7 separate regions of the Mus musculus genome follow, and regions 1, 2, 3, 4, 5 and 6 are each linked to region 7. Evidence: chromatin contacts called from public Hi-C, HiCAR-type, HiChIP or PLAC-seq and promoter capture Hi-C data. All regions are on one chromosome and are shown on one strand. Each heading gives the region's core, a stretch centred on a gene start, on an enhancer-like site or on the middle of the called end of the contact. The rest is flanking DNA. Distances are from core to core; before and after follow the strand shown. Region 1 holds the start of Gas7 (growth arrest specific 7). Region 2 holds the start of Tmem220 (transmembrane protein 220). Region 3 has its middle 17 kb from the start of Gm12299. Region 4 holds the start of Adprm (ADP-ribose/CDP-alcohol diphosphatase, manganese dependent). Region 5 holds the start of Cox10 (heme A:farnesyltransferase cytochrome c oxidase assembly factor 10). Region 6 holds the start of Myh3 (myosin, heavy polypeptide 3, skeletal muscle, embryonic). Region 7 holds the start of Map2k4 (mitogen-activated protein kinase kinase 4).

The links. A called contact is a pair of places that touch in the nucleus more often than the background predicts. HiCAR-type assays count read pairs that join an accessible place to other places. HiChIP or PLAC-seq counts read pairs in DNA pulled down with a chosen protein or histone mark. Capture Hi-C pulls out chosen DNA fragments and counts their contacts.
Region 1: an H3K4me3 HiChIP or PLAC-seq map of pro-B cells shows a contact between it and region 7, with 8 times the contacts expected there. The contact joins the promoter of Gas7 here to the promoter of Map2k4 in region 7. A contact is called at or near these places in 1 of 39 promoter capture datasets (pre-B cells), 1 of 484 Hi-C or Micro-C datasets (B cells) and 2 of 115 datasets of contacts at active chromatin or transcription factors (embryonic forebrain and pro-B cells).
Region 2: a promoter capture Hi-C map of adipose tissue shows a contact between it and region 7, with 4 times the contacts expected there. The contact joins the promoter of Tmem220 here to the promoter of Map2k4 in region 7. A contact is called at or near these places in 6 of 39 promoter capture datasets (frontonasal cranial neural crest, hippocampal neurons, liver and 2 more), 2 of 484 Hi-C or Micro-C datasets (both in embryonic stem cells), 9 of 115 datasets of contacts at active chromatin or transcription factors (embryonic forebrain, embryonic limb bud, embryonic stem cells and 3 more) and 1 of 9 other capture datasets (adipose tissue).
Region 3: a contact with region 7 is called in a Hi-C map of B cells, with 7 read pairs. The contact joins the enhancer-like site here to the promoter of Map2k4 in region 7. A contact is called at or near these places in 3 of 39 promoter capture datasets (cranial neural crest, frontonasal cranial neural crest and second pharyngeal arch cranial neural crest), 1 of 484 Hi-C or Micro-C datasets (B cells), 2 of 115 datasets of contacts at active chromatin or transcription factors (embryonic stem cells and large pre-B cells) and 1 of 9 other capture datasets (embryonic stem cells).
Region 4: a promoter capture Hi-C map of adipose tissue shows a contact between it and region 7, with 4 times the contacts expected there. The contact joins the promoter of Adprm here to the promoter of Map2k4 in region 7. A contact is called at or near these places in 7 of 39 promoter capture datasets (cranial neural crest, embryonic stem cells, frontonasal cranial neural crest and 2 more), 7 of 115 datasets of contacts at active chromatin or transcription factors (CD8 T cells, embryonic hindbrain, embryonic stem cells and 2 more) and 3 of 9 other capture datasets (adipose tissue, embryonic stem cells and liver).
Region 5: a contact with region 7 is called in an H3K27ac HiChIP or PLAC-seq map of thymic regulatory T cells, with 9 times the contacts expected there. The contact joins the promoter of Cox10 here to the promoter of Map2k4 in region 7. A contact is called at or near these places in 2 of 39 promoter capture datasets (liver and pre-B cells) and 1 of 115 datasets of contacts at active chromatin or transcription factors (thymic regulatory T cells).
Region 6: a contact with region 7 is called in a HiCAR-type map of astrocytes, with 6 times the contacts expected there. The contact joins the promoter of Myh3 here to the promoter of Map2k4 in region 7. A contact is called at or near these places in 11 of 39 promoter capture datasets (the 3T3-L1 cell line, the C10 cell line, cranial neural crest and 8 more), 5 of 115 datasets of contacts at active chromatin or transcription factors (astrocytes, embryonic forebrain, embryonic limb bud and 2 more) and 1 of 9 other capture datasets (embryonic stem cells).

Annotation. Positions count from the first base shown.
Region 1 is chr11:67,584,668-67,588,059 of GRCm38.p6, forward strand. Gas7 (growth arrest specific 7) reads left to right here and starts at 1,833. Exons shown (of 14, transcript NM_001109657.3): 1 at 1,833-2,148. The coding sequence starts at 2,146.
Region 2 is chr11:67,022,949-67,026,511 of GRCm38.p6, forward strand. Tmem220 (transmembrane protein 220) reads left to right here and starts at 2,206. Exons shown (of 6, transcript NM_001291042.1): 1 at 2,206-2,323; 2 at 2,961-2,990. The coding sequence starts at 2,231.
Region 3 is chr11:66,983,927-66,987,240 of GRCm38.p6, forward strand. No RefSeq gene overlaps it. Among named protein-coding and RNA genes, the nearest start is that of Gm12299, 17 kb to the right of the region's middle. Within about 2 kb of position 1,600, at least 144 of the 459 cell types and tissues checked have an H3K27ac peak or open chromatin away from gene starts, as enhancers often do. A contact at or near this core is called in B cells and embryonic stem cells, where this site is marked.
Region 4 is chr11:67,050,237-67,054,119 of GRCm38.p6, forward strand. It overlaps Adprm (ADP-ribose/CDP-alcohol diphosphatase, manganese dependent), which reads right to left and starts at 2,382. Exons shown (of 5, transcript NM_025510.3): 1 at 2,299-2,382; 2 at 1,445-1,542. Sco1 (SCO1 cytochrome c oxidase assembly protein) reads left to right here and starts at 2,434. Exons shown (of 6, transcript NM_001040026.1): 1 at 2,434-2,680; 2 at 3,539-3,629. The coding sequence starts at 2,459.
Region 5 is chr11:64,078,043-64,081,908 of GRCm38.p6, forward strand. It overlaps Cox10 (heme A:farnesyltransferase cytochrome c oxidase assembly factor 10), which reads right to left and starts at 1,430. Exons shown (of 7, transcript NM_178379.3): 1 at 1,294-1,430. The coding sequence starts at 1,336. It overlaps 2810001G20Rik (RIKEN cDNA 2810001G20 gene), which reads left to right and starts at 1,442. Exons shown (of 2, transcript NR_033780.1): 1 at 1,442-1,735.
Region 6 is chr11:67,076,145-67,080,015 of GRCm38.p6, forward strand. It overlaps Myh3 (myosin, heavy polypeptide 3, skeletal muscle, embryonic), which reads left to right and starts at 2,156. Exons shown (of 41, transcript NM_001099635.1): 1 at 2,156-2,180; 2 at 2,995-3,005; 3 at 3,847-3,871. The coding sequence starts at 3,855.
Region 7 is chr11:65,787,027-65,790,571 of GRCm38.p6, forward strand. It overlaps Map2k4 (mitogen-activated protein kinase kinase 4), which reads right to left and starts at 1,333. Exons shown (of 11, transcript NM_009157.5): 1 at 1,110-1,333. The coding sequence starts at 1,218.

The sequences.
Region 1 (3,392 bases), core at 583-3,082, 1.8 Mb after region 7:
TCTTATACCTAGAGCTCTCTGATTGGCTAGACTGACTAACCAGCAGGCTTTGGGGTTCTGCCTGCCTCTGCCTCATGCCCCCATCCCGCTAGTACTAAGGTTACAGACATACGTGACCATGCCTGGCTTTTCGTATGAGTGCTGGGAACCCAAACTCAGGTCCACATGATCGCACAACAGGTACACTGACCACTAAACCATCTCCCCAGGACCTAAACAACATTTTGTTGTTGTTTATACATTTATCCATTAAGGGACACTTGGATTATTTTTGTCACGAATAAGAATGTATAAATATCTCTTCAAAACATTGCTTTCAACTCTTTGGGGTGTGTATCCAGAACCCAAGTGATGCAGGTGATAACTCCTGTAGTTTTGGTTTGCATTTCCCTAATATTTCCATGATGTTGAGCATCTTTTTGTCTCCTTACAGGCCATGTTATAACTTTGGAAGGATGACCTGTGCTGATTTTTCACTCGGCTTATTTGCTTTTTGTTATCAAATGTAGACTTTGTCTTGTGCTCGGGGACAGCTGCCTGTCTCCCACACTTTGAGCCACTGTGAGAATAAAAACACGGCAGCAGCTCTTACCGAGTGTGCGCAGTGTCCTCACTGCACCAAGTGCTGTTTTATTTTTCCCTTCGCATCCATTTAGAAAGATACTCAAGTGTCTCTACTTAACCTCTGGGAAAAACCTGAAGCCTGCCTGCCTTGTCTGAGACCTCAGAGCAGTGTAACAGCAGCACCACTGAGACCCTGGACTGACTCCATTGCTGGGTGGTAACCTGATTTACATAATCCTATATAAAGAACCAGTCAGGGACTGCAGCCTCTTGGTAGAATGCTCATCTAGCATACAGAAGGCCCTGAGTTCGAGTCCTAGCACACACACAAAAAGCAATCAGTTGCTAAAATCCCAGAGTTTGTAACAGAAAGTAAACAGAAATATACAATCTGAGTGCTAAAACTTTAATGGCTCCAGAAGGCCTCTGTTTGTTTATTTGTCTATCTGTGTGTACATCTGTATGTGCACATATGTGTGTGTGTGCATGTGTGAACACAGCCATCTGTGTGTCATGGCATGCCTATCTCAGCTGCGAATCTTTGCCTTTCACCTCCTTTGAGATGATATCTCTTGTTTGTCCTTCCACACCTCAGGCTACCTGGCCCACGAGCTTCCAGGAGCTTCCAGATTTCCTGCCTATCTTCTGTCTTACCTAAAACCTCTGTGGTTATGGACATATTCTACTGTGGATATCTGGTTTTCTTGTGTTCTGGGGATCTGAATTTAGGTTCTCATGCTAGCTCAACAAACATTCTCCCCACAGAACTGACTCCCCAGCTTCCAGAAAGCTTTTAAACAGGACATCAGATTCACTGGGGATCCAGGCCCCTACCTAACCTATATAACTGGTAGTAGATACAGCATTGCTCTTGGGTCCAGCCCTGTCTTTACTTACAGCCTTTGGTGATAGATAGTGAGCATAGATTGAAAGCCAAGGCCAGAGATTAGTTTCACACAATCGTTCTTTCTGGAAATTCTCCACTCTTTTCATACTGGCTTTTATCAGACCTTGGATTCACACAGCTGGAGCCAGGCCCAAGCCAGAGCCCTGACTTAGGTTTGGGAAGAAGTTGGCTGAAACTTCTCCCAGCAGGGATAAGGCAGGCCCAGGGAGTCCTGTCTAAAATGCAGTAGACAAAGGTGCCCTTGTTCATAGGCCTTGGGGTGGGAGTCATCTGGTCAGTGACACAGGCTTGGCTATTGTATGCTCTGACCTAAGCCAATTTTTTTTTAGGCTGAGAAAGGGGGTGGGAGGGGAAGTCCTCTAGAAATTGTATCTGGAAAGGCCTGCATGGGCTGTTGATTTCCCAACAGGCACGGGAGCAGATTTGGGAGGAACTGTGCAATGTAGTGGGTTCTTTGTGAAAGAACAGAGATGTCAGTGATGAGAAAAGCCACAGGAACATCCCCCAGGGTGCTCAGCGCACTGGCCCCGGGGCAGCTGCTTGCTTCAGCCACACTTTCCTCAGAAGGTGCCATGCAGAACAAGTTGCCTGGAGCCCAGTCCTGAGCCTGGGGCTTCAGACCAGCCCTGGCATCTCTTCCATAGCAACTGCCCTTAAGGACCAGCTGAGCACTCATGGTAAGAACCACTCCTGCAGAAGTATGCTTGACCTACCCTCTCTGTCTGTTGTGAAAATGCCTTTCATAGTGCAGAGAGGAGATTCTGAAGACCCTGTGAGATTGGATAGTACTTGGTGAGTCTGGAAGTTCTGTGGACCCTGTGCCAAGAGGGCATATGTGCCCAAGACAAGAGCAGAAAGAGGAGGTATGGGCAGAGAGTAAACGATGGGTGGGGGTGGGGTGGGGTGAGGAGTTGTGTGGAAAGATGGGAGAGGAGTGTTTGGAGTGGGAAGGCTCACCTGAGACAGGTAGTTAAAGGCATGTGATGGAGAAGAGAGCCACTGTGGACTTATTTATACCTTTGTACCATTCTTCTTTTTCTATATATATTATATATTATATTTTTCTAAATATAAAGCATGGCTTCTTCCTGCCCATCTGGCATCTCCCCCATGCCCCAGATTTACCGGGAAAGTTCTGAGGTGCAAGATCTAGGGAAGAACAGTGAATCTCTGCATTAGGGGAAGGTAAAGGGAGCCTTTGGGTGTCTCCGCTCCCCAGATGGTAGTTAGGCAGCAGTGACATCTAACTCGGTTTCCAGATTGGCACATGCCTCCTCTCAGTTTGTCAGTGGAAGCTTTTCTGAGATAGTGGGGATAGAAAACCTTGTTTTGCTGACCTCTGAGCCTGGATGGTCGCCTTTCCTATGATCTGCCCTTTAGCCTAGGCTTTGTATGGCATCCCCCTTCCCACTGCTAAGGTTCTCTGTGGCTGTGAGGTCCAGTTCACAAGGCAAGGCTACTCAGATCCTTCATGGAATCTTCCTCCACCTTGCTAGGCCACCAAGCACCCCTGATTTGAACATTCCTTCCCAGAAGCTTGAACTGGGACCAGGAGAAGACAATAATGCTTGCTACCCAAGAGTATCCTCTAACTGGGACCCTTGACCTCCCAAGAATATGTATACGGAAGTTTTGTAATAATAAACCGGTGTCTGAATGGTCCAGGGGGGCTTAGACCCACAGATGTAGTGCTGGGCCAAGACTGGGATTCTACATTTTTAGTTATCTCCCAAAGGACACGTGTGATGCTGGTTCAGAGGACCACCCTTGGAGAGTTACTGCTGGAAGGACCACAGGCTAGACCATCATGTTATAACCAAGTGAGGAATGCTCAAGATTGGACTACGGCAAGCTATGGAGATGCTGCTGGGCCTGATCAGCCCTGAGGAGGAAGGGAGGATCCGCAGAGAACATGCACACT
Region 2 (3,563 bases), core at 956-3,455, 1.2 Mb after region 7:
AGGCGAAGCACTGAAGGTGACCTTGCCTTATCCGCATTCGAGGCTGATTAGTGAGGGAGACCGGAAGAGGAGCCACACCCAATATTAGTAAAAGTAGTTGGTGCCTGCTTCTCCAAGACCCCCAAGCTCCCTTTCTCTCTCTCTCTCTCTCTCCTTTTTAAGAGTTTTTATTTCTATGAGTACACTGTCGCTGTCTTCAGACACACCAGGAGAGGGCATCAGATCCCATTACAGATGGTTGTGAGCCACCATGTGGTTGCTAGGAATTGAACTCAGGACCTCTGGAAGAGCAATCAGTGCCCTTAACTGCTGAGCCATCTCTCCAGCTCCCCACCCCCACCCCCACCCCGGTGTTCCCTTTTCTGAGGAAGGAATTCCATTCTTGTGCTATGCCAGGCACCCAGCAGATGATATTCCCCAAACAAGGAGTTCCTTCAGTTTAAACCAGAGATTCTCAACCTTCTGAATGCTGTGACCCTTTAATACAGTTTCTCATGTTATGGTTGTTGGTATTCTGTCTGGACTCCACCCCCACAGTTACCTGGCAACAGCCAGGTAGGCCTGGCCCACTATAAAAGGGGCTGCTTGGCCCCTCTTCTCTCTCTTACTCTCTTACTCTCTTGCCTCTTGCTTCTTGCCCCTTGCTCCCTCTTTCTCCCCATTCACTTCCTTTCTCTCCACGTGGTCATGGCCGACCTCTACTTCTCTACCCTCTCTCTCTTTGCCTTTCCCTGCCTCTACTGCCCTCTTTACTCCCCTCCTTGCGCCCTAAATAAACTATTCCATACTATACTGTTGTGTGGCTGGTCCCTCAGAGGGAAGGGATACCTTGGCATGGACCCACGGAGACATCTCCTTCCCCACACCCTGCCAGAACATATTCTTATAGCTCTTTCTTTTTTTATGATCACAACAAAGGTGGCCCTCAACCATAAAATTATTTTTGTTGCTATTCATAATTGTAATCTTGCTACTGTTATAAATCATAATGCAAATCTGCTTTCTGGTGGTCTTAGGGGAACTCTATGAAAGGGTCCTTTGGCCCCCTCGAAGGGGTCGCGACCCACAAGTTGAGAAGTGCTGCTCTAAAGGCTGCCCTTGAATGGAAAACACTTCTGAGAAGTTGATCTTTTTCTTCTTTTAGTTAAAAGGAAAGCAGAACAGTCAGGCACCCAAAATGCAGGATTTGAGGTGACAAAGACTATTTAGAATAACAATGATTCGGTCTATGCATGTGTAAATGAGCCCAAAGAAGAGCTACTCCGTAGCTTACACAACAGGAAACTGGCTGAAATAAGTGAGCAGAGAGCTGCCAATACTTCCAAGTCTTCCCTTTCTAAGAAATGCATAGCAAATGAGTGTTGGAAACGTTGGTTTTGCAGATGGGTTAGAAATATAAATATGTATAATACATAAATAAATATCTTATATGATGAGAGCACGTGAAGGTAAAGGGAGCTGCCTCTGGAACTCACTTCAGAAATGTCGCAATGTTTTCCTCCCTCTGGAAGCACGGGAGCTTTAAAAAGAAGCACTTAAATACTAATTCCAGCACTATTTAGGACTATGAATGTGTAAATGAGACCAGACTGTGAGTTTGAAGTTAGTGTGTTTTATATAGTGAGTTCCAGGACAGCCACTGGACCCTTTCACAGAAAACGGAAAAACAAAAACAAAAACAAAACCTAACCAGAACACGCGCGCTAGCGCGTCCTTTTTCTTTTCCTTTCTCTTCTTCATTTGCGTTTCTGGTTTGTTCTGTTGTGTTTGTTTTGTTTCTTTCATTTGCTTTGTTTGTTTGTTTGTTTGTTTGTTTTGTTTTGTTTTTTCGAGACAGGGTTTCTCTGTGTAGCCCTGGCTGTCCTGGAACTCACTTTGTAGACCAGGCCTGCCTCTACCTCCCGAGTGCTGGGATTAAAGGCGTGCGCCACCACGCCCGGCTTCATTTGCTTTTTTAATGAGAGAAAGAATAAGGGAAAAGAAAGGCACATGCCAATGATACACTTTATCCACTAGAGAGCGCCGCAAGACCGTTCTAGACCTGAGGAGGGCGGGGAGGGAAGAAGGGCTCGCCTCGCCCTTGTATCCCCGCTCCCGCTGTCTGAGCCCTGCCCCTTGTCCCTCCCCCACCTACTACGCCCCGCCCCTCCTGGGTACCGCCCCGCTAGCCCAGCCTCGCCCTCTGGCCACGCCCCTCTGGGGCCTGTCCTGCTCCTCCGGCTTCCAGGTCATGGCGCCAGCAGTGGCTACTTGGGCTCCCGGCTTGTGGCGGGCCTGCAACGCACTCATGGCAGCTTTCTTCGCCCTGGCCGCTGTGGTGCAGGTCAGGCGGGCTGAGGAGGGCTGGCAGAGGGACCGCGAAGCCTGGGCGACCAGTTCTCAGGGTGGAGCCGAATTGGGACCCACAGAGTCCTTTCAAGCAGAAAGAACATGGATGAATATGTGTAGTTAGGCAACGCACTCAGAGCTTGACCTAGCGGCCCCGCGTGCAAGTTTGTGCAGCCGGTCACTTAGAAAGGGGCCCAGAACCGCAGCTCTGACACCTTTTCGAATCTTCAGCCTCAGTGAGATGGGTTTTAGCGCCTGGGAGGAAAGTGGAAATAGAATAGACAGCATCCTTACCCTTCCTAGACCTCTTCCTGATCATCCTCAGGGTGACTGCCCTCGTATCTTGGGACCTAGGATTTTCATATACACTATAATAGTTCTTAGGAAATCCCAAGCAGTTATTTTCAAAAGATGCATGGCTGGGTGGTTAGATCTACCTGTTGTGTTCAACCGAGAGGAGAGTCCCTGCTGCCATCGGGATGTGCAGACTGCTAAACTAGCTCATGGTGTTATGTACCCTGAGCCCATTGTAGCGCCTAGTTCTTCGCAATGAATAGTAAACACAAGGCCAGACCAGACAGAGGATACATGGATCTAATGTGAGCTAACACCTTGACGTTTTGACATTCTAGGTAAACGATCCAGATGCAGAGTTGTGGGTGGTGAGTATGAGCTACTTGCAAAACGTTCCTCCATTTGACACGACTACACTCTGATCCTGGGACTCTTGTCTAAAACCCAGAAATTAATACCTCTGTGAGCTCATGTCCCTAATTTTTCGCATCGGAGGGGGAAATCACTCTGATCATATAACTGATGGAGATGTGAATTCTGAACTTTCTGTAGACACGAAAGTCTTTCTGCAGAGAGAGCTTATACCAGCGACTCCCACTTCCCATGACTACACCGGGCATGACAGTAAGAGCTCCTGTCTTTGCTAAGGACTTACAACATGCTAGTCATTTGACATACATTATGCTAACCTTTATGACAGCCGTAACAAGGATGTGTGCCGGTTATATCCATCTGTGACTTTTGTTCTCAGACAACAATAGACCGTCTTGGAGGCAGACTGCACAGTATCACTGAGAAACTCATTCTTGGGTTTGGGGACAGTGTTCACTGTATAGAGAGCAGTGAGTGAGAACACCAGGAATGCAGAGCTGAGTTCTAGCCTGGTTTGAATGTTGGTGCAGTAGAACCATGGCCTGAAACTGCTTGTTATCCAGAGTCCC
Region 3 (3,314 bases), core at 350-2,849, 1.2 Mb after region 7:
GTTCTAGAAACCAACACTGTACAGACCACCTTCACTCAGACCATATACCTGTCGTGCTTCACTGGATCATGTGACCACTCAAGCACTTCCACTCAAGTGGCCACGATGATGTCAGTCACTCCACTAGCTAACAGTGGAGTTTGTCCAGGGGTGTTTCTTGCATTTTTAAGACCTTATCAACAAAGCCCACCCTTCACTTTCGATCAGCCTAAATATTGGGCAGCTGGGGATCCAGGGTGTCGGGGGATGGTAAAATGTGTGGAGTCCCTGTCACCTTATTCCTGTTCTCTAGGACTGAGAGTAGCACTAACAAGACAGGAGTCACTGAAAAGCCCTGGCTTTTTCTGCCTGTGAGAACGAGGGCCAGCTCAACGCATTATTGACTCACTTGGACCATACTGCTCTGAAATGTTTGCATGTACTGGCACTGGTTGAGTCATACGGTATAAATGTTCACATGTCAGATGTGCTTTTCTTAAGCCCCATAGAAAGAAAGAAAACTCAGTGTAAGCCTTACAAGAAAATCTAAGCTGCAATGTCGTGGTTTGGTTTCCTTCGGTTAGAAGTCTCTGCTTCCTTAATTGACGGCCAGTTTTTACAATTACCCTCCCTGACATCTACATCTCCCTAAAGTGACTTGCAAAGAGTGGGCCCACCGAGGGGTGGAGAAAGGCAGGAAATGTGACACCACCTCCCCACCCCACCCCCACCCCAGAAAACCCAAAGGAGGTCGGCGGAGCCTGGGATGACAGAAAGAAGAGCTCCGGAGCTAATTAAGTCTGCAGAGGAGCCAAAGAGGCCTCCTTCCTGGTTCACTGCCAGACACAAAGCTTTTTGATGCTGCTCGTAAATCTGAGCGCGCCAGGCCAAAGAGGATTTTGATTACAATAACTAAAAATATTCAAAGAAAGAACGAAAAGAAGGGGCTCAGAAAAGATGGACTCTGCCAACCGACTGTGCACGGATAGAAGGGTGCACGGCCTCAAATCTTGATAGTTAGATGATTCTTTCCATAAATAATTGCATTTAACCATAAGCAGATCGAAAATCATCAGCCCCGCAGCGGCACCGCACCCCCCCCTTCCCCGCCACCTAGTGACTGTGCCGTGAAGCTTGCGCCATCTCGTGTCCAATCCTGGATTCACAAGCATTGGTTTAGCTTTAGCAAATTTTGAACCGTGCCCTTGGCTTTGTTTTCAACACAACGTTCCTGTAAGAATGTGCCCATTTTGGGGTCGCTACGAGAGACTGGCACATATAATTCTAACAATTTCTTTCTGGCATTCGTATAGCCTTTGGAGATTTACAAAGCCCTTTTGCACATAGATTTTACAACCATGGGCCAGCAGCAGGTGGGAAGTCATAATTACTTTCACTTTACCAAGGAATAGAATCAGGATTGAAAAGACCCAGAAACCTGCTCAAGGTCAAAGGTATCAGGACGACAGAACTAAGTACTAAACCCCCTAGAGTCCAAGGTTAGGGAGATTTTCTTTAATTCCCGGTAAAATGTCTTGATCCTCACAAATACTGTGAAGCACAGTCCTGGCCGAAGTTCATCGCCTGCAGGACCTCTGAAGCATACCGATGTCGGGTTCCGTGTCCAGAGTCACACTTAGCCACTGTAGGGAGATGCTTGCACACCAGCATTGTAGGAGGTCTCCTGGGAGGCTAAAGTGTACTTGAGGTTGAAATCCGTGTTATCAGTGAAATAAAATAGAAGCATAGAAAAGTTATGCTTACATTTCAGAGAACTTTATGCCCATTAAAACCTGGGGGGAGTCCCATAAACAACCATCAAAACCAGACACTATTGTGGATGCCAACAAGAGCTTGCTGACAGGAGCCTGATATAGCTGTCTCCTGAGAGGCTCTGACAGTGCCTGACAAACACAAAAATGGATGCTCACGGCCATCTGTTGAACAGAGCACAGGGTCCCCAATGAAGGAGCTAGAGAAAGTACCCAAGGAGCTGAAGGGGTTTACAGCCCCATAAGAGGAACAACAATATGAACTAAACAGTATTCCCAGAGCTCCCTGGGACTAAACCACCAACCAATATGGTGGGACTCATGGCTCCAGCTGCATATGTAGCAGAGGATGGCCTAGACAGTCATCAATGGGAGGAGAGGCCCTTGGTCCTGTGAAGGTTATATGCCCCAGTATAGGGGAATGCTAGGGCTGGGAAGCAGGAGTGGGTGGATTATTGAGCAGGGGGGGCGGGGGGGGGAATAGGGGTTTTTTTTGGAGGGGAAACTAGGAAGGGGGATAACATTTGAAATGTAAATAAAGAAAATATCTAATAAAAATAAATAAAATTTTAAAAACCCTGGGGGCACACCAGGGACCATCCATAATGTCACAGGGGACGAACCTGAAAGTATCATTGTGATTCCCTTTTCCTCAACACACAGGAGAGAGAGAGAGAGAGAGAGAGAGAGAGAGAGACTCAATACATAATGGATGCACACTGCTTTTCTGAGCTGGACATCCCCCCTTTTCTAACTAACCTGTACCCACACCTAAGCAGGAGATCACCAGGTCCCAGGGTTATTGGGTCTCCTGGACATCTCATGGCCTTTTCAGCTATCAGGACTCAAAAGAATGTTGAGGACCATGAAGCTCTGAAAGTCCTAAGTCAGCCAGCCAGAAAATGGGAGCAACGGCATTTCAAGTTCCTTTTGTACAAGTTGTGGCACATATTTTTTTGAGCAATGCATTTTGTTGATTGTGTTAAAGTCAAGGCTACAGTCATATACCTGATGCTCTCCCCAGACCTGGGTGGCAGAGCCCTGGTCCACTAGAACCGAAGATGGCCACACTTGTTCTGATGGCAGTGATGCTGGAGTAAATGAAGGCAGCTGCGTGTCCAAGTTCACCTAGCAGGGTTTCAGGTCCCCTGGGCATGAATTCAGAGCAGTCATTTATTCCACTAATATTTATCAAATACTCTGTGCCAGGTACTGGGTACACAGCAGTGGACCACACAGGCAAAGTTCAGAGAGATGTCATTCCAGTCAGTGAAGAGACAGAGGAACAAGATGGCTACTCATTTGCATATGAACACACACACACACACACACACACACACACACACACACACACGATTGGTACTCAAGAAAAGACAAGTTAATAAAAAGATGGCAGGAAGTGTTAGGATCTGAGAGTGGCAGAGCCCATACTGACTAAAGTCAATGAGGGGGCAGCATGGAAATATCTGGATGCAGGACAGAAACAGCAGGTGCAAAGACCCTGTGGTAGCCATGAGCCCAAGGCATTCAAGAAAGAGCAACCAGATGAGATCCGTGGAGGAA
Region 4 (3,883 bases), core at 1,132-3,631, 1.3 Mb after region 7:
CTTGGAGGCCTAGTCCTGGAAGCTTCCAGCCTCCATATAGTCTAATCTAGGCCTAGAATGTTTTCAGCCTCTGAGACTTGCTCCTAAATAAGCTCACCCCTTCCTAGTTCTTTCTGTTCTCTGGCTGGCTGACTCTGGCTCAAACTCCTCTCTGAGCTAACTGATTCAGCCCGGCTTCTCTCTCTCAGATTCTCCCAAATTGCTCTGCTTGGCTCCTTCTCACCCTCTGGCTTGTTCATTCTTCACCCGTGTCTAGCTGGTTCTCTCTCTCTGCAACCTGTATCTGTACAACTGTCCCGGGAAAACTGCCTTCTCCCTCTCTTCCTCTGTGCTGCTCCCTTAAGTAGCTTCCTCTTCCTTTCCTCTCTCTTCTCTTGAGAGTTGGGCAGATCCTATTCTGTCAAATCTTTCTCTGATTCATCACTTTGTCTGCCATTCAATTAGACATTACTTTCAAACATGAGTGCTTTCTTCTACAAGCTAACTTTACCTTCATAATTCGGGATTACAGGTGTGCACTAAGGTCCGAGTCACACCACAACTAGAAACAGCACTTTTCAGTAACTAACACAATCTTGAGGTTCGTGGTGTGATCAAATAGTCTGCAACACATCCTACTTAGACGAGAGAGCTTGAGACAGTGGGTGGCTGGATAGGCAGGGAATGCATCCTTGTTCAGCAAACAGTGACAGGAAACAGATTTTCCACCACCATCAACTCTTAAGATAGAGGAAGGAATCAGTCTCAGAGGGAAAATGAGGAAGACATGAGAAGGAAAGGGAAGGCCCAGAGTCTGGTTGGAGTCTCTTGCCACCTGAGAATCAAAAATTTCCCTGATATTAATAATGTCTGCTATGAAGGTTGCCTACAAAGAAATGGCATTCCCTTTATGTAGATTTCAAATAAGAATGTTAAAATAGCAATAAACTATACTTAAGGGCCTAAGCACATATCACCTTGGAGTATGGTCCTATTCCTTTCCTAGACGTAAAGCTACAGTTTTCTGGAAATTTTACAAACAAAGACTATAAACTTTATTTGCACTAAACATGTCCCAAGGCCCTTGTGTAACCCTACCCAAGGTACCCCTGGAGCCAGCCTATAATCTATTACCCAGAAAAATGAGATTAAAAGAAAAAAGTTGTTTGACGATCTTTTAAGATGTACCTTCAGAAGCCACCCAAATTATATATACTGTTATAAAAACATTAAAGTGTGACTCCTGAAAAGCCCATGCTTTTGGGTGTGTACTCTCCTCCTAAGCATCTCTCTATTCATCTATGCTCTTCAATTTGTGTTAAAATCTTTTCATAAACTTCAACAATGATTTGTTTTATAAAAAAACAAAAAACAAAAACTTCTAGTAACTTTGAGTATAAATTTCATGAGATTGCTGATCAACCTGGCCGAGGCAAAACAAGAATCACTGAACTATATTACTTACGGTGTTAGAGAGCAGCCCGATAGATCAAAAAAGCCAAGCACGGAGAAGAACAGTATCATGCTCCAATGCAACAATCCCTGAAGCAATGCTGGGATCCCCTTGGAGTTTAAAAAAAAAAAAAGTGCTTTAATTAAAGGACGGATGTTGTTATACACAACACCACAGGGCGGGGTGGGGAGAGAGGGGCAAAGGTGAGAAAACAATGAGGTGGAGATCATTTGCTCAGCGCGTGCACTGCAAATAATAAACAAACAAAACGAATACGACTTAAAATTTCTCAAGGAACAACAACAAGAAAGTGTAGCTGTAGCCAACTAAGCAGTCCCAAATGAGGAAACCTTCAACACAGTTTAAAATCTGAGACAGGTTGGGTAGGTGGGAGACCTTTTAAAGAAATGAGCCACGGAGACTAAAAGAAGGATGGGTATGACGCAGCACACACCTTTGCAGTGCCTTCCTTATTAGCAGGCGGCTTGTATTACAGTTAGAAGCGCTGCCACTTTGGTCTTAAGTCATCTTACTATCCTAGACACTCAAAGTCTTATTTATTATTTCTTCCAAGTCATGGGTTATTATGGTTATTTCAAAAGTTATGGGATGACTTCTAATTTGGGGTCCGAGACCTCGCAGTTCCACCCGGCCGGTTTTTAGACCGGGCAGTAGGAAGGGATCCCCTAGTCCCTTGCAGCTGGGAGGAGCGAACCCGGCTAGAAGACCCAGGGCCACCTCGTCCCACTGCGATGTTTGTGTTTTCCAGCCGCCGCCAGGCCCAGGCCAGGATCCCAAGGAACCATCTCCCAAAGCTCGCCGCCCACAAGCAGCTCCACCCTTCTCCAATCCTGAGAACCACCTACCGCTATCAGCCGCCGGACCCGGGACTCCTCCACAACCAGAGGGCAAACAGCGTCACCAACGAGCCAAGAGGAAAGAGCGGCCTCCTTCGGCTTCCGGCAGAAGCGGAAGCTCGAGCGGAAATGGAGAGGTGGCCCAAAGGAGGCGCGGTCTCCTAAACTCATGGCAGCACTTGTACGCGCCGCAGTGGTGAGGTCGCAGTGTCGCCAGCTCTGGCGTCTGTTCCCTCGCGGCCATGGGCTCAGGGATGTGGCGGAGAGGCCGAGACCGGAGGAAGCGTGCTCCTGCCTGCGGAGCAGAGCCTTCAGCGCTGGGCCGCCACCGCCGGGGGCCGGTCCGGAGCCCAAGGGCGGTCAAGCCGGGTCTCACCGCCCGAAGCCTGGGGTGAGTGTCCGCATGGAGCCTTCTGGGCTCGGCGCTCTCTGCAGCTTTCCATCTCTGCACCCTGCAAGGTCACATCTCAGGAACTTCCTGGCGTGAAAGGGCCATGGAATCCCTTCCTTGCTTCCTGGTCAGCGATAGTTCCAACTTTGACAGAACTGTTTCCTGGTCCCAGCCTTTACAGAATTTGAGAACCTACTCTCCCTCCGCGCGGTTACAACTCGGGCTTTTGTTCCGGGGGGGGGGGGGGGGGAATCAGCTCTGGACTTTAAAGAGTACAGAGAAATAACACAATGTTAGTTTTCAGGAAGCCCCACTTTTAGGTTTCTTTTGATGTCATTTTGGAAGCCAGTTGGGTAACTTTCCCAGATGTATTTTTATCCTCAGTATCAGCATAAGCCGGTCATCAGTCACTTTTTTTGTTTGTTGAGATCAGGTGTCTTATATCTTAGATTGGCCTAGAACTCTATATGTAGCCAAGAATGACTGTTGAGCTTGATCCCCCTCCCAGGATGCTTAAGATTACAGGTGTGCATTGCCACACCCACTTTTATACAGTGCTTGGCGTGGAACCCATGGCCTTGGGACATGACAATCAAGCACTCAACCAATTAAGTGAGCTTCGCCCCCCCCCCCAGCCCTTAATTAGTTTGTAAATTAACTAGGGCATTTTTTTTTTCTTGGAAACGGGTGCTTTTGCAGTAGATTATAGCCATTACTTATCCCCAAATAACCTGAAGCATTCAGTGTATGCAACTGGTTTGTGTGTATGTACTTGCTGTGAAAATGAAGATAACAAATAGAGTTCTGTTAAGTGTTTGCATCTTACTTGTTTTATTGTTTGAATCTCTGCCCCAGTAGCCTGTTTCTTGGAAGTCTTTAGCTCTCACCTTTGCCATTGGAGGCTCTTTATTGGCTGGAATGAAGTACTTCAAGAAAGAAAAGATAGAAAGTAAGTGGTTACCCCCTGGAGTATTTTTTTTTTCTTTTTAATTATTGTACATGCGCGTGCATGCAGATGTGTGCACGCTACAGTGGGGGCCAGAGAACTATTTGGGAGTATTCTTCCATGGTGGGTTCCCAGGGTTGAGCTTGGGTAATCAGGCTTTTCTGTCAAGCACTTCTATCTACTTGGCTATTGGCCAACCCTGTCCTTAAACCTTTTGATTTAAAATAATTCAAGGATTTCCCTAGATACTGTTTTCC
Region 5 (3,866 bases), core at 180-2,679, 1.7 Mb before region 7:
CACACACACACACACACGAAGAACCCCATAAACTTTTTATTTTAGAAAATGACAGTCATATGAAAAGAGGTGTCCAAGGAGGCTCTATCACTCAACGCACAGCTTTGACAATTACCAAGTACTGCCCAACTTTGTCTCTTCTACCCACCCTTCCACTTCCTGCCCTGGTTTATGAGCCAGAAGGTACCTTTGAGATCACCTAGCTCAGTTACCTTATTATAGACGCGTAAATGTTTCATTAAAGAAAGTCAAATGATCTGCACTGGGATCATACAAACGCACGGGAGAAAAGAGCTCTACAGAAGCACAGTGATCACCACAGTCAGCCAGACACAGTGGGCAGTGTGTAAGTGACAGGGAGGCCTACAGGATGGTTCTGGGCTGTGAGAAGGTACACAATGGCTTCCACTATCTTGTCTGTACTATAGATCACTTTGCCACCATCCATGGATACTAGTCACAAAACCAACCTCCTCTTTAAAATTTCTACCAGCACAATCTCATTCATTCACAAATGACTGAGCATCACCAATGCACATAGGCATTGCTCTGGGCATGAGGGATACAGTGGTGAACCAGGGAGACAGACTATCTTTACTTTCACAAAGTGTTTCTCTTACTGGGAGGAACACACTAAATTGTTGCACATCTGTACTGCAGGTGTGAACAATTACACCGTGTGTTATTCATGATAAATTAATATGATATAAGAAAAGAAGGATAAAGACTCCTATTTTAGTTAGAGTGCTAAGGTTGGCCTCCCTGAAAAGGTAAAATATAGGAGCTTTTCAAGAGTTTGTGATAAACACACATCTGTCAAAAGTCCTTCTGATGGAAGGAGCCATACTGATGGTACAGCGCTGGCTCAATGGGATTCAGTTGGCAGTTATCATTATCATGGTGATTAAGGTAACACTTTAAGCTGGAAGACAGCTCCTTAACGGGGGGGGGGGGGGGGGGGAGGTGCGCTTCTTGTCATTAAAAGGCGGTGGCCAGGAACCGCGGCTCTCATGTGCCAGGCTTGTGGAGCCCCATGGTTTATCCTGTCCCTCCATCTTGCACTGTCTGAAACTCCAAAGAGCACGGGATATCAAGCCTTAGGGACCACCTGGCCTACGGTGCAAAGCTGGTCCACAATACTTGGCCTCGTCCCTTCAGGTGACCCTAAAGGTCACCTCCCTGCCAAGTGACAAGCCAAGGGCTTCCAAGGTTGCAGGCGGCCGGCAACACGGTACCGCACATGGCAAAAAAGAAAACAATTCGTCCACGATCATTCCCAACCGGGTACAATACCTGTGAGGAGGCGCGAGGAAATGGTGTGCGGGGACGCGGCCATAACGTACTGGTGCAGCAGTCCCCAGGACCCCAGGACGCCTCTCACCTCACCGGCTCCTGGGCGCCGCCATCTTGCTAGCCCGCCCTCTGAGTGAGGCGGGACTTCCTCTTGTCACTTCCGGCTCCCAGCGCTCTCTGAAAGCTAGGCTAGCGGAGCTTATAAAGATCGGATGGTAGAGCTTTCGCTTTCCCCTCAGACGCTCCAGATGTAGACTAGGTGAGCTCTCTGCCCGGGAGGGACAGATCGTCGGAGCCCGCGGGCGGAAGGCGAGTCGTGGCGGGGTTAGGGCTCTGGAGTCCGGCCCGGCCCGGCAGTCCCCTGAGCTTGAAAGAATTGAATGCCTCCTCAGTTGTCACCCAGGCTGATCTTGCGCAGGCTGTTGGCTTCTCGTGGAGTTTGGTAAGTAAAAAAACGAGGAAGAAAGAAACTCATTAAAAGAGCAAAACATGACTTACAAGGGCAGTTTGTGTTTGCTTTCAGCGATGAGGTGAGATCTCTGTGGTTCACCTCAGGTGCTGATCAGGGGCCACTGAGACAGGAGTTTGTGTAAGAGCACGCACTGTGTCTCTGCAGCAAGAACTGGTCATGGTGAGCGTCATCCCGATAGGGATAAGGTAGAAAGCGCTATGGAATGAGGTTAGCATTTCTGTGAAGTAGGCTAAAGAAAGGCTTTGAAGAGCCAACTTGCTGCTCAGTAGAAGGAACTGTGAGAGTTTTCCAGTTTACCAGGAAGACAGAGCAGAGAATGGGATTTTCTGAGGCCCATCACAGTTCATCACTGTGGACCTAGGATAATGGTTGTCCCCATCAAATTAATCTTAGACTAAGGAAGAAGAGGATGGATTTCTGGTGAATAACTGAAAAGTTAACAACTGTTCAATCCACTGTTTTTCGAGCACTTTGAAATGCTGTGTTAAGTGAAATATTACAAAGTACAAACCTTAAATCAACAAATGAAAAGCACAATTTGGGATCTAATCACACCAACAGTGAGTGCTGCTTAGGGGAGGCCTTCTGCTTTACAGCTATCTTGGTTAATTAGACCCACTGTTCCTGGAACTCTGATCATCATAAATAAGTTAGCCCTTTACAAACTAGATCTCAGATACCTAACTCAATGGTTACATGGTATGGAACCTGAGGGCTAGAGAGATTGCGTGATTCAAACTGTAGATTGTATAGCAGTCTACTGTACTTCCTATCTCTTTATAGTTGTCTCTTAAAATTTGTGTTATAAAACCAAAAAGTGATAGGACTGTACACCTATAAGATGGCTATAAACAAAATTAATCAATAGCAGGAGTTAACAAGTTAGTGAAGAAGTAGGAATCCTGATACATTGTTTATAGGAATATAAAATATTGTAGCCACTTTGGAAAAGCAGTTTAGGTGTTCCTCAATAAGTTAAACACAGCGCTACCTCCTGACCCAGCTGTGCCTTTCCCAGGTATATTCCCAAGACAAATGACAGCATTCATTCACTCATAATATCCCAAAGTGGATATAACTCAAGTTATACATCAACTGATATTCTGTGACATATCCACATACTGGCCTATTTGCCATGAAATGAAAATAAAGTGCAAATACATACTACAACCATGAAAACAATACTAAGTTGAAGAAATCAATCACAAAAGGCCATGTATTAGATAGTTTCCATGTGTATGAAAATTCCAGAATTCTTAAGTCATTAAAGAGAGGCAGTAGGTAAGTAATTACCTGGTGCTAGTGGGAGGAGTAGAGAGAAAAGAGGAATGTCGCTGGTGGGTACAGGGCTCATTTAGATAGAGAGAAAATGAAAATAGTCCTAAATTGATTGTGGGGTGGTTATACAACTTTCAATATACTTAAAACCTTAGTGTAGACAGTTGATACCAATTTTGTAGATGTAAAATTTTATGAAGATAGTTGTATATAAGTATCTTCATATATTTCATACATGAATACATTATGGAGATAATAGGTGTTATTTTCATAGAAATTGTCTAAAGACTGTCCAACTCTGTCTTAGTTAGAGGTTCCCTTGCTGTGAAGAAGTACCACGACCACAGCAACACTTACAAGGGAAAGCATTTAACGGAGGGTGGCTGACATACAGTTCAGAGGTTTAGTTCATATCATCATGGAGGGAAGCATAGTGCCATTCAGGCAGGCATGGTGCTGGAGAGCCGAGAGTTCTACATCAGCATGTGAAGGCAGCAGGAAAAGACTGGGCCTGGCTTGAGCACCTGAGACCTGAAAGCCCACCCCTTAGTGACACACTTCCTCCAACAAGGCCACACCTCCTAATAGGACCATTCCCTATGGGCCTATGTGGGTCTTTTTTTTTTTTTTTTTCAAACCACCACAGACTCCCTCAGTTTTCATTATTCATCATGCCAGCTTCTCACTGATTACAAGTTCCCCAGCCTCTGCTTCGTATTCCTTGGCATCAGCATACTTCCTCTCTGGGAAAAAAAAAATCTTACTTACAATAGGGATAAATAAAAAGAAATATTTTAATGGTCGTGAGTTGGGGTCCTTCCTT
Region 6 (3,871 bases), core at 906-3,405, 1.3 Mb after region 7:
TTTCTGGTCATAGTTATTGCTGCCATCCATGTTCCTCAGAACTTCTGAAGAGCTGTCCTCTGTCTCCAACGCTGCTCTCTTCTCAGTCCCTGGAACCTTCCTCTTTCCCCCACCTTCAAATCCTTACATGTAAAGAAAAGTACTTAGCAAGTGACTTCTTGGATCCCTCAATGGGGTGCTTTTGACTCCACCGTGCTTTCTGCTAGGCTTGGATCTACTTGAATCTATTTGATAGCAACAGAGGAGTCTGATGGCGAGAAGAAAGGATAGCTGACTTTAGAAGGTTAGTAGGTACAAGGAACCTGTGCAGAGTCTTTCTCTTCTGAGTCCTGGGCATGTGAATGGCTCCTGTTACACAGTCCAGGGATGGCTATGTAGGACAAGCGCTTCCCAACAAGAACTGCTGATGAAGAAGAAGCTGGAGGCACCCATCTCTCCACCTGTGTATGCTTAATGTCAAAGACACAGCCACAGCCTCTGGCATTGTCCTGGGGGTGGGGGGTGGGGTCTGTCGACATCTGTTCCCTTGGTGATGCCTAGATGACCCATGTCTCTTTTGCCCACGCATGTCTTCACGGGATCTGAACAGAAGAGACTATGGAAGCTTGAGACAATGTGCCACTGGGCAAGAAACTCAGAGCCAGGAGATTATACTCTTCCAGGTGATGGGTGGACACTTCAGGACGAATGGTGCTAGAAGGAAGAGGGACATTTCAGTCCAAACTAGAGCAAGAGGAGCAATGAGAAGATGTGACTTCACTGTGGCCTGATGTCTAGCTAACCACAGGCATCAGAGAGCCTCAGCGTGGCCTCTCTGCTATGAAATTGCCTAAATCTTGGAAGGGAATGTGTGAAGGCTGTATGACTCATTGCCCACAAAATGGTTTATGTTGGGGAAAGACTATCTTCCGATTCCACTCTGCCTTTTTGAAGAGTCCTCAATAGGAAAGAACATACAGAGGATGTTTAATAATGGTCCCTATGGCCGGGCGGTGGTGGTGCATGCCTTTAATCCCAGTACTTGGGAGGCAGAGGCAGGCAGATTTCTGAGTTCGAGGTCAGCCTGGTCTACAAAGTGAGTTCCAGGACAGCCAGGGATACACAGAGAAACCCTGTCTCGAAAAAAATAATGGTCCCTATGAAGACTTTGGTCCTGCTTTCTCCCTTCTTCCCTTACCAGTGTATGGGTAGGCTGTAAGAGGACAGTCCATATTCTCAAATGGGATGTATTGGCATGAAGTTCTCTATTAAATGAACAACCATGACCCCATACAACTCAGACCCTCACCACAAAGACTGGACCAGGAAAGAGAGGAATGGAAATGGACAAAAATGTCAACTGTACCTTAATTCTCTTGTTAAGGTTTAATTTTCCAGTCCTGATTTAGAAATGACAGCATCTGTTAGGCGATACCCATCCCCCCTTTCTCTTCAGGCCACTACCGTTCCCCTCGCCCCCTATCTAGGCTGGCAGCTGGCCTTTCCTAATTGGTAATATGTCTTGATAACCACAGGCCCCTAAGCAGCTGTCACTGTGAACATGGGCTGGTGGCATAGCTCCCTGTCATTTACTTGCTTGTTGGTCCTGCTAGTGCTTAAGAAAGGATTAAGTAAATAATTATAGTAATGAGACAGAAAGTAATGAGGGGAAGGAGAGAGATGGAGAAGGAGAAAAAAAAAACTATAATCCAACTGCACAAGTTTTACAGAGTTTGGCTCATAACCGTGAGGGGACTTCAACAAGTTCAATTCTACTTTATCTTCGATGAGCTTTCTAAGCAAATAGCACAACTGTGTGTCCCCTGTTCCCAAGTGGTAGTGGCTTCAGCTGATTTCAGGGTGGGATGGCCTGCAGGATGGAGCCAGGTAGGGGCTCCTAAAGCAAAGGAGATCCCATTGTGCTAGGTGGAGAAGCTACAGCCCTGAGTTCACAGAGCAAGGCATCTCAAATTCCCAGCTTTCTACAGTTGGAAAAAATGGTTTCGGACCCTGCTCATTTCTATATATACTTTTCCCTTGGCAACGGCGAAAAATACGTGTGGAGGGGGCCAGTTCTCAGCCTGTGGTGTCAGTCATTCTCTTTCCAAATATAGAGGAAGAATGAGCCCAGGGGGTTAGTGGTGGCCTATAAAAGCCCAGGGGGCAGCTCTCCTCTATGCTTCTCTCTGTCACAGTCAGAGGTAAGTCTTACACTTTCCTAGTATCTCTGTGGCATTTACTGCTTCTAGACCTGATTCGGCCACTGCCCTGGACTGTGGCCCTCCCTGGCTTTGTTATAGCAGGCAAGCCTCTTTTCTCTTCTCAAGGCGTTCTCAAGGAATACAGTAGAGTGAGATGCGAGACCCAAGAGCCCAGCATCCCACTGCCTCTAGCAGATCATCGAAGCTGGGGTCCTGCCCACCCTTTCTTTTCTCTGCTTGGGAAGGATCCTGTTGGACAGGCATGGGCCTGTCCACCATGGCTCCATGTTCTCCTGTTGCCTCTCTGATCCACAGAATGAACAGGGGACTCTGTGTTTCCTACCTGGACGCTATACCTGCTGGGTGTTTAGTGGCCTCAAGACTACATGTTTGCTTAACAGGTTTAAATTAGCCAATCTCAGCATCGTCTCCATTTTCAGATAACCAGGAGGCCTGTCCCCACCCGCTAACAGAAGCTTTTATTGGCAGGGACTCAGTCCATTTAGAATCCCTGCCCTGTTCACAATGAAGGATCTTGCAGTCTGAAGAAATTGTCAGAGTGGGCTGGAGGAGCCAACCTGCCAGGCAGTTGGTAGTTATGCCTAGCTGTAGACTATGATCTGTCTGCAGTCCTAGGGCTTGCCTCAGAGCTAAGGATCTTTCTGACTGTCTAGTCCTTTGTGTGTCTTAGTTGAGCCTCACCAAGGTCTGGTTCGTCACAGAAGCAGACATCACGGTGGCCACTAAACTCTGTGTGCATGCTCTTGCAGGTCCCATACGTCCACAACTGCTGCTGCTCTCTGCTGTCCTGCAGGTGTGACTCAGGTGAGCATTGGGGCCACATCCCAGAGCTTCAGGAAGTCTTCAGGTAAACCCAGATCACCCATTGCCCCCTCATGCCTGTGCCCCCGAGGAGTTACAGAGCTTAACGGAGAAGTGCAGGCTTCATCCTCAGGGGTGCGGCTAGAGGTTCCCATCTATTCTCTATGGTGGTTTGTTGTTCCTTTGTTTTTTGAGACAGGATCTCACTGTGTAGCCCCAGATGGCATTGAACTCTCTAGGTAGACCAGGCTGGCTTCAGACTCACAGAGATCCACCTGTCGCAGCCTCCGAAGTTCTGGGACTAAAGGCATAGACCACCATGCCTGGCCTTCAGTCTATTCTTAGCATGGGAGGCAGAAACCATGTCGATTCAAAACAGTTCAAAGCTGTCTCTGCCATTTTCTGCTTAGTATTCTCTCTTTAAGGAATTCTTTTACCTTTTTTTTTTCATGGAATGCCTTTACTTCTTTTTTTTTTTTCATGGTATTTAATTTTGAATGTTCTGTTTGCTCTACCCGTGCTTCTCAGAAAAGGAAGACATAGTGTCAAAAGTGGCATTTCAAAGGCCCCTTCACCAGGCTGAAAGAATGGAGATGCTTGGAGTAAATAGATTCTGTCTAAGCCCGTGGCATTCATTAGCAACTCAACAAATATGAGCGGATTATATTCCCAGTGCTGAACCCTTGTGTGAAGCGCCACTGGGCATGGAGCAGGCCAGACCTCCTTGACCCCGTCTGAGAGGCTTCCATTCATTGCAGGGTGGCAGGTTGATACTAGGATGGGCAGGAGGCTGCCAGCTGCCAGCCCAGGGAGCAGCTGGGCTGACCCGTGGTTTGTTTTGCAGCCGACACCATGAGTAGCGACACCGA
Region 7 (3,545 bases), core at 83-2,582:
AGCAGGCATCCAATAACTAACTAAATTTGAATTAATTAGCTTAGGACCTGTACAGAATATATCTTCTGAATGAAATGCTCAATCTGTTTATATACTATCCCATAAATGTTTCTTATGGGAAGGGATGTAAATACAGATCGTATTTCTGCTGCCCAAATCATGGTATGCTGGCATAAACACGAAATTTTCAACATATAATCTGTTGAACTTCATTAGACACAAGGAGCGCTTTATGAAGAGTTGGTATCATACTGATACCAAAGATATCCAAACGACTCTAATAATTCAACATAAGTCGTTTGCTAAAGTTGTCAAGAGATTTCTGGGCTTGCCTGTGTCAATCCCCCCAATAAACCTAAGAAATGGACTCGGGCCTGTTATTTTCACAACACCCCCTGTCAAATCCCACACAGAGCTCCTAAGGCCTCCCGGTGAGGAAAGGCCATTACAGGGGAGCTGCCTCAGATGCCCAGACATGATCACTTTGACCTCTGCCATTCGGTTTCCTGAATCTCTCTCCCTTTCAGCCCAACTCGGTCTTCTATTTTTATCTGATTTTTCTTTTCTGCATGCGAGGATAAGACACATCTCGGGCCTGGGTCGAAACGCCTCTCCGGGGCCAATGGCTGTCTCCCCACCTTACAGGTGGCCCAGGGCCTCGCAACCCCCCGCCCCTCCCACGCAGACACCCTGCAAAGTTTTGGGGACGGGGGGACAGCGCAGTGGCCCTATTCCAGCGGCGCACCGTGAAGCGCAAGATGGCCCTGAGCCGGCCCCACTGCAGCGCGCGGGGGCGGCGGGGCCGAGGGCCGGGACGCGGCCGACCTGCGAGCCAGAGGCCCGGCCGCGCGCGTTCCCGGAGCCAGCGGGCGCCAGGTGAGCCGCGGGCGGGGGCGGCCAGGTGGGCCGGAGCGGGCAGAGCCAGAGCCGCCACAGCGTTCACCGAAACCCGGCCCGGGGCGGGGATCCCGGGGCGAGGCCGGGCCCGAGACGCGGAGCTCGGGCGGCTTCCTCAGACAGCCCCGGGGACGCAGCGGCTCCACAGGCCGCGGCTCGGCCGAGCGCCTCGCGAGGGGGCCCCGGGGTCTCTGCGCGCCCACCGTCCTTACCCTGCATGCTGCTGACCGCCGGGTGGCCAGAAGCTGGAGGTCCGATGGGCCCCGGGGTGCCGCCACCGCCCCCGGAGCCGCCGCCGCCGCTCGGGCTCGGAGCCGCCATTGTTGGAAGTGAAGAGCCGAGCGGCGCCGCGGCGGCTGCAATGCAGCAAGCTCGGCCTCTCGCTCCGCTGAGGGCGCGGCGTGCGCCGCCTTGGCCACGCCCCGGGCACGCCTCCGTCACGCCCCCGGGCACACCCCCACTAGCACTGACGCGCAGCCTGCAATACAGGTTGAGCTGCAGCGCCCAGCACTGAGGGCAGGGCCTGAAGTCCTGGATCAGGGTGACTCTCAACCTACCACTCAGGGACCCATAGTGGCTTGCAGAATCAGAAATATATGTGCATTGAGAAAAGGGAAAGACTTACAGCCCCAAAGCTTTAGAACTCCCTTCTCTGAACCTCAGAACCCAAAATCAGAACACGTAGAGTTCTACGAGATCTCAGAAGTCACGCTTCCTGTCCAGTCTCTGATCCATCACTGCAGAAGAGATGACAATAACTGTGGTCTCAACCCAGAGCTCTCTGTTCTGCTGGGGACTAACAGGAGTATTTCACTGACAAAAAAAAAAAAAAAAAAGTATCAGAACCCGAAAGAAAAAGTTCCGGTGTAGGCTTTTCAGTCCAGAATCCATGCCAAATATTTTGTTAATTTATTCTGTGTGGGAAGAAGACAGCAAACAGCAAAAGGTGAGGCTGTGATGGCCTTCAAACGCATCTCTTTTTCAAGCGCAGATCAGAAGGTGGCTTTCTTTGAAGGAAGTTATATTTTAGTTCCAGAAGAAGAATCAAAGAGCATAAAGCTGTCCGTGACGACACATGCCTTTAATCCCAGTGCTTAGGAGGCAGATCTCTCTAAGTTTTCAGTCAACCTGGTTTATGGATGGGTTCCAGAATCTTCTCTAAAAATGGTTTTAAGGATGAAAAACATCAAATAAAATACTTCTTCCAAAACAAATCGCCATTTTAGGAAACATGGGTGGACGCAAAAGAAAAAAAAAACAATATAATATAGTTGCGTTTTTATTTTTATTTTTTATTTTTAGCTTGGGCACTTTAACACCCAGGGGAAAGGCATCAAAGGTTCCATAATTTGCTAGCAATAAAACAAGAATCAGATCCTGTCACTACCAGACTCTGACCCCAGTGTGTCATGGCATTTGACTTGTCAGGAAAGTTTCCCAGCCGGCTCTAGTATCACTATGGTGTGTGAGTGTGGTGTGTGAGTGTCATTTCCACAGTTCCTTGGGGGCTGAAGCAATGCAAAGAAATAGCTTAGAGGAATTTGAATTTCCCTCTTTCCGTAAGCTTCATGAGCGTCCCAATCTCAGTCTTTGGTGTAAATAATAAATATCTCACAGTCTTAGGGAAAGTGCTTTTGTAAATCTCTCACCCCACTTCCAACAAGTTTATAGTTATTTAATAATGTATATTATATTATAATTATATGCATTATTTATATAGTATATAGTATATATTATAAAATATATATTATAAAATATGTATTATACTAGTTATATATATTACAAAATATATAATATGATATATACTTGTATAATATGTTATTATATTACATTATATTTTTTATATATTGTGCATATATATATGTATATATATATATGCACCAATCTCTTAAAGACATCACTGGAGTTTGAATGAATGCTAGAAGATGCATATATTATTGTTTCCAATATTCCCTTAGAAGGTGTATAGGTCATATAAAAGGACTTTAATCAGACTAGGGAAACATTGACCCACCATAGTTAAATGAACATGAAAGAGACAGCAAGTAACAAAGAAACCTGGGGAAAACACTCAACCCAGCAAGTTCATGAAGGTAAGGGTGTGTTCCTGGGGTGTGAACCAGCCAAGCAATTTGTCTAATGTTGGGCTTGTGATAAAGCTGGCCTGGATTTGCATCGCTGTTGGTATTGTAAACTAATAGATAAGGACTGAGAACAAGAACCTCTCATTAAGTCTACAGGTGGGCAGAAACAAGACAGGACTTGGGCTTGTTAAAGCTGATGAAGCTGTGTGCATGCCTTTTGCTTGTTCTTGTGTCCCTATTTTTCTTGTAAGTTTCTGTGTTGTGTTTATTATAGACTGAGTTGGATTCCTCAGAACTTGTTTGTTGAAGTCCTGAGCCCTGGCATTGTGACAAGGGCTGTGTTTGAAGATGGTAGGGTCTTTAAGGAGGTTGGTAAGATAGAAGAGGTCATTGGGGGACCGCTAGCCCACTCACTTGGTGTTCCTAGCGTGAGATGGTGCGTGGACACATAGGGAACGATCCACATGAGGAAACTGGAACATGGGGATCGACGAGCCAAGAAGAGAAACCACTTTGGCCACATCTTGATCTCAGAGCTATGAGCAAACAAATTCCTGTTGCTTG